2 separate regions of the Ovis aries genome follow, and region 2 is linked to region 1. Evidence: chromatin contacts called from public Hi-C data. All regions are on one chromosome and are shown on one strand. The core of a region is the stretch at or near the end of the contact, and the rest is flanking DNA. Distances in the headings are between cores, read along the strand shown. Region 1 overlaps PRKCH (protein kinase C eta). Region 2 overlaps PRKCH (protein kinase C eta).

Region 1 (3,080 bases), core at 251-2,750:
GAGCAGGGGCCGAGGATGAGAGGCCTTAGGGTCAGCACGCCAGGTACCTTCAGAGGTGTCAGCTCAGCTCATTGAGCCCTTTCTGAGACCTGTCCTGGCGCAGTCACACAGGTAAGTGCTGGACACACTGCATTCCGCCCCACCCCAGTCCCCTTCTCAGAAAATTGGAACTGAGATGGGCGGGTGTTCAAGTAGGCTGTGCTGTGCACAGGACCTGAGGAAACACGAACTAGGGAGCGGAGGCTTCTGCCTTTGTGACGTGAACCCATGAAAAGTCTTGGTGTATCACAGCGGTAAAAGCCTGGATGGGCAGATGAAGGGGAAGGACAAGGGCAGAGACAGACAGCATGATGCCTGAGAAGGAAACTGTCTGGGTCCCTCACGCCCTTCCAGCTTCCGGTCTCTGGAGAGACCTGGCGTATGTGCCCTGGGGTTCCATGAGATACCACTGTACCTCTGAATCCCTGTTTTCACGTCTCCCTTTTTGAATGACCCTGGTTTAGTATTTTCCTATTTTTTTTTTCTACCAGTAAAATTTTAACTGAAACATTCACCAAATTTTAAGGGGCAGGAGGTTTCCTGATTTCTAAATCTGGGGTAATAACATCTCTAATTACACTGATTGTGTGAAGATTTAACCAGAAGCCAAGTGCTTGGCATGGGACCAGACCCACAACAGTATTCCCAACAAATAGATACTATTGTTATTACTACATACCACAAAGAGGATCAAAGTTACAGCTGGAAGACCTTGTGCCCAGCACTGAAGTCCCTGGTGTAGCTAAAGGGAAGCACAGTACGGTCAGGACCATGGGTTCTGGAGCCAGGGAGCCCGAGATACCAAAGCAGTTCCTGCTCTGCTCTATTTTCTCTTCCTCAAAACTCTCATCTGCAAAATGGGGACAATCAGATGATTGAACTGACAGGTACTGGAGGATGAAATGATTTAAGCTTAGAATTTCAATCAGTACATGGCACATAGTAAGTGCTGGATAAAAGTTACCAGCTATTAGTGAGTATTAGTCACTCAGTCATGTCCGACTCTGTGTGACCCCAAGGACTGTAGCCTGCCAGGCTTGTCTGTCCATGGGATTCTCCAGGCAAAAATACTAGAGTGGGGTGCCAAGCCCTTCTCCAAGGGATCTTCCTTACCCAGAGATTGAACCTGGGTCTCCTGCATTGTAGGCAGATTCTTTACCATCTGAGCCACTTGGGAAGCAACCATTAGTAGTAGTACTATTGATATCTTCTTCCTCATCACCACCTCCCCCAGGCTGCAGCCACGCTGGCTCTCTGCTCCTGGGGCTCTGGCCCCTGGGATGGGGGTTGCAGACTAGAGAACCACCTGCTGTGGACGCAGAGATGGTGCTCACAACAGAGCACTCGGCCTGGCAAGTACACGGGAACGAAATAGCAGCTGAAATGCTACCGCAGCAGCTCCCTGATCCTCAGTTCAGGACAGGATTCTCGAGGGTTCAAGGAGTCAGGAGGAGCCCAGGGCAGCTGCTGGAATGCAGGAGCACTTCCTAATACTGCATGGTCATGGCCTTGACCTGAAAGGAGGACTTATCTTTCTCTGACCTGACTACTGAACAAGGGGTCACGAAACTAGATTTGGTAAGCCAAGTCACATTAACCAAAGTTTCCTCTCCAACAAATTTTTTCATTTTTCTAATGTTAGATGACAATTCATACTATTTTAAGAGCTTTATTATAATCACAATTATTATTGCAAGGCAAATGTGCTCCCCCATGAACTGCAAACTTTACAGGACTTCTTACAGTGGCTATTCTCCCCTTTGATGGAGTTCATTTGTTCTCATAAACAGATTGAGAAAGATTTTTCTGTTTAAAGCAAGAACCCATAGTCACTGCCATTGACACATGTAAATTTCACCAAAACATGTATTTATAGTGAGGATATAGGTTACCTTTTGGAAATAACTCCAGGAATAGAAACAACATTTAAAGTTAAAGACTAATTTAGTTATTGTTTGAAGATAATGTTAGGCTGGGAGCCACATCTATACTTATTCATCCAAATTCTAAGAACTACTTTGAAATTACTTCTAAATAAGTAACATATCAATCTGGTATCAAACTGACCAGCTGTGAACAAGCGAAAGGAAACCTCCAGGAATAGACAGCATTGTGCTGCATTTCTTGTAAGTGCCTCCTGCTTTATGATTTTTCTCTGACGAAGTCATCTACAGGGTGAATAGGGAGTTCAGATCAACAGGAACAGCTACTGACGTCAAAGAGGTGACAGTGGAAAAGCACCCTGGTGAGGAAATCTGATTGCACCATGCCTGAACTGGAAACCACTTGAACTTAACCACATCAAGAACAATTACAAAGGCTTCCAGCAAGAAACAAGGAGGGAAGCAAATCGCTTCTTCGTTTTTGTTTTTGTTTTTTTTTTTTTTAATTTCCCATTTTGTGTAGCCCAGAAGAAATGAGAAGTTAATTCAATCACCCAGCAAGTCTTCTGTTAAGCCCACAGGCATGATACATCCTGTCTGAGCTCAGACACGTTTGGGAAGATAAAATATGTCTCCAATATAACAAGCCCCAAGGAGCTTGCATTTGAAACCTGGAGAGACACACAGTTCTTTCCAAAAAGTGTTCTCCTGGTAAACTGAACACATTATGGTCTTCTCTTGTAATGTAACTCGACAAGGCTTGCTGGCATACATACCAGATGAGAGAAATGTCTGGCAATCAAACCTGCAGTTCAACACCCTATGAAGCATCTGGGCCGGGATATTTCTTAAAGCATAAATAAGTTGCAAACATATGATAGGGGATATAGTGAAGTTGGTACTCAAGCCCTCCCTTTCTGGTGGAGTCTCCTTTGCGCCTCTGCTCCACACATATCTTCCCCAGTATCACCGAACTGGCTGTTCTGGCTTTCTGCACTTGGTCTTGTTTTCTCTGGAAAACCTTCAACCTTTCAAGCCAGAGCCCGGATGCCAAATGATATATCTCCAGTACCACCGCCCCTGGTGCCTGGACCATGCTAAGGGTTAACCAACCCAAGGAACTAACATAGCAGGAGGCTGTCTTTGCTTCCTGATAAG
Region 2 (2,977 bases), core at 87-2,586, 61 kb before region 1:
AATATATATATATCTGAGTCATTCTGCGGTACACCTGAAACTAACACAGCATTGTAGCTCAACTACACTTCAATTTTAAAAAAGCATAAGAAAAAAATTTTAATTGGAAAAAAAAGGCTCCTGGGAAAACAGAAACACAGCTCTCTCCAAAATAAAAAGCTAACACAGCCTCATGTACAATTAAGCACTTAATAATCTTGATGGTGTTGGTGGATGTTCAAAGAGAGGATGAAGATAATGACAGCTCTCAGTGTGCTGTGAAATTACTACTCATAATTTAATAATACTAACACCTTCTGCATTGTGCCTACCACTTTGAAAATGCTTTCATGGTGCCACCCCATTTGAAGTGGGTACCAGAGGTGTTATCATCACTGCATTAAGGAATAAAGACTGGGCAGCAGTGGCAAGTAGAGGTCTTGTGACCCTCAGACTAGTGTGTGTTCTTTCCATTCTATTATGTGAGGTTGCTTCCCCTGCCAACCAGCGATTTAGACAAACTATTTTTATACATCCTCCATCTCTGAAATTCTGTGTTTAAGTTTCTAATGGTCACCAAGCTCCATGACAAATGATTACAATCCAGAAGAGCACGCATGACTTCCTGATAGTTTGGGGATTTTAACACCCAGTGGAGTCAACATTAGGAACTCTTTTTTTTTTTTTTTAATATACTTGATGTACAATGTTATATTAGTTTCAGGTGTACATCACAGTGATTAAAATGTTTATAGATTCTATTCCATTTATAGTTATAAAATATTGGCTATATTCCCTGTGGTTGTACAATATATCCTTGTAGCTTATATATATTTTATACACAGTTGCTTGCACCTCTTAATCCCCTCCCCTTGTCTCGCCACCTCCCCTCTTCCCTCGCCCGCTGGTAACCACTAGTTTGTTCTCTATGTCTGTGAGTCTGCTGCTTTTTTGTTACATTTGCTAGTTTGTTGTATTTTTTAGATTCCACATATAAGGGATATCCTACAATATTTGTCCTTTAACTTATTTCCCTAAGCATGATACCCTCCAGGTTCATAACATTAGGAACTTTTGAAGTCAGTAAGCCCCCTAGAATCACAGATGGTTACAAAATCCTTGGGAAAGGCCTGAAGTCCATATTTTTAAAGGAAGCAAGGTATCTTACGTTGATCTGGAATTGCAAAACAAAATGAAAATTCGTGCAGAGTCCTTAAAAATGTCTCAACCTACCTAGCTCCTAACAGATGCATTTCCCAAGCCCTCGGTTTTCTGGCCGAGGACTAACACTGAACCCGGCTAGCACTACTCGGAAGACTGTGAGCATCAGTGTCTGAGGAAAGCACACTGCAATAGCCCCAGCCTATTTCACAAGTCAAACTAGCAGAAAGGCTTCAGAAGAGATGTTTACACACCCGAAGCCATTCTTTCTCAACCTCCTTAGCGAATCCTCTTCCACTGTCACGCCTTCAACACTGGTGTCCCCAGGCCCCCTCTTTCACTCTTCACCCTCTCCCCCCGTCCACGTCTGCTCCCCTGCCACCTCTCTCCTGAGCTCCAGACCCACGGGACCAACTGCAAGGAATAGACCGCTTTCCGAATGTCTCCTGGACCCCTCAGAGGTCCCAAGTCCTAAACTCATCTTTCCCAGGCCTCACCCTCACCTAACGCACCAACGGTGGAACTGGTGACTGCACTTCTTTGAACAGACATGCTCTGCTCCCCTCTGAGTACTTGCACAAGTTAGTTCCTCTGTCTAGAATATCCTTCCCCTACCTGCCCCCTGCCCCCCGCCGCCCCGTCTACCCTACTGAACCTTTGTTTCTCAACGCCCAGCTGAGATGCTGCTTCCTCTGCCTTGTCCTTATGTCACTTCCCTGTCCTTGACCCCAGAGAGAGCTTTGATCATTCGTCCTTGGCAGCGAGCTAAGTATCCGTTTACGTGTTCTCATTCCTATGAGGCTGTGAGCAACAGAAGAAGCTGTGTCTTTTCAGCTTTGCTTCCCGGCACTCCACACAAGGCCAAGCCAAGCGAAAGCTTCTGACAAGTATTTGCTGGGTGGAATGAGACAGGGGTCCTAATTCCCTCATGTATCAGTTTCTCTTACGGTCACAGGCTCGTCTCAGGTCAATAGAGAAAGACTCAAATGCACAGTCTTTAAATAACACTAACATTCTTATCCTAAACGTTATATCTTATTTTATGGAAAGTTAGATGGTTGGCGGATTCATGCTCTGTGAGCATTAAGTACATGGCACCCTGGAAGCTTCCTTCCAGTGGCTCATGTTTCTAGGACAGTTGGAAAGAATCATATCAGGGAGTTATTTGGGTGCTAAACATGTGGGGCTCTAAAGGCAAAGGATGCTTATTAATGAAAAGGAGAATAAAAATGGGGAGTGGCCAGGTGTAGGCTAGCTCAGAACCCTGGACTAGGAGTCAGAAAAAACTGGATTCTGATCCCAGGGTATTTCCCCCTCACTGTGGTATAATATCGGAGAAGGCTATGGCAACCCACTCCAGTACTCTTGCCTGGAGAATCCCATGGACGGAGGAGCCCGGTGGACTGCGGTCCATGGGGTCGCTAAGATATAGAACACAATATTTACCTTCTTAGCCATTTTTAAGTGCACAGTTTAGTGGGATTAAGTATATTCACATTGTTGTACAACCATCACCACCATCCATCTATAGAATTTTTTTCATTTTCCCAAGCTGAAATTTATCATCCCTTAAACTCTAACTCCCTATCAACCCCTCTGCCAGCCCCTGGCAACCACCATTTTGCTCTTATCTCTATGAATCTGACTACTCTAGGGTTCTCATGTAAGTGGAGGTCCCTTTGTATTTGGTTTATTTCATTAAACATAATGCATTCAAAGTTCATCCATGTTATAACAAGCATCAAAATGTCCTTCCTTGCCAAGGGTGACTAATCCATTGTATGCATATAACACATTTTGTTTATCCATTCACCTGTTGATGGACACTTGGGTTGCT

What was found. Hi-C and Micro-C count contacts between places; a contact is called where the count stands out from the background.
Region 2: a contact with region 1 is called in a Hi-C map of tail adipose tissue, with 1.9 times the contacts expected there. The contact joins two enhancer-like sites. A contact is called at or near these places in 7 of 16 Hi-C or Micro-C datasets (blood, hypothalamus, muscle and 3 more).

Annotation. Positions count from the first base shown.
Region 1 is chr7:71,664,246-71,667,325 of ARS-UI_Ramb_v3.0, reverse strand. The region is part of intron 9 of PRKCH (protein kinase C eta); the gene reads right to left. Among named protein-coding and RNA genes, the nearest start is that of PRKCH, 160 kb to the right of the region's middle. Within about 2 kb of position 1,500, at least 10 of the 54 cell types and tissues checked have an H3K27ac peak or open chromatin away from gene starts, as enhancers often do. A contact at or near this core is called in tail adipose tissue, where this site is marked.
Region 2 is chr7:71,725,615-71,728,591 of ARS-UI_Ramb_v3.0, reverse strand. The region is part of intron 12 of PRKCH (protein kinase C eta); the gene reads right to left. Among named protein-coding and RNA genes, the nearest start is that of HIF1A, 180 kb to the left of the region's middle. Within about 2 kb of position 1,336, at least 8 of the 54 cell types and tissues checked have an H3K27ac peak or open chromatin away from gene starts, as enhancers often do. A contact at or near this core is called in tail adipose tissue, where this site is marked.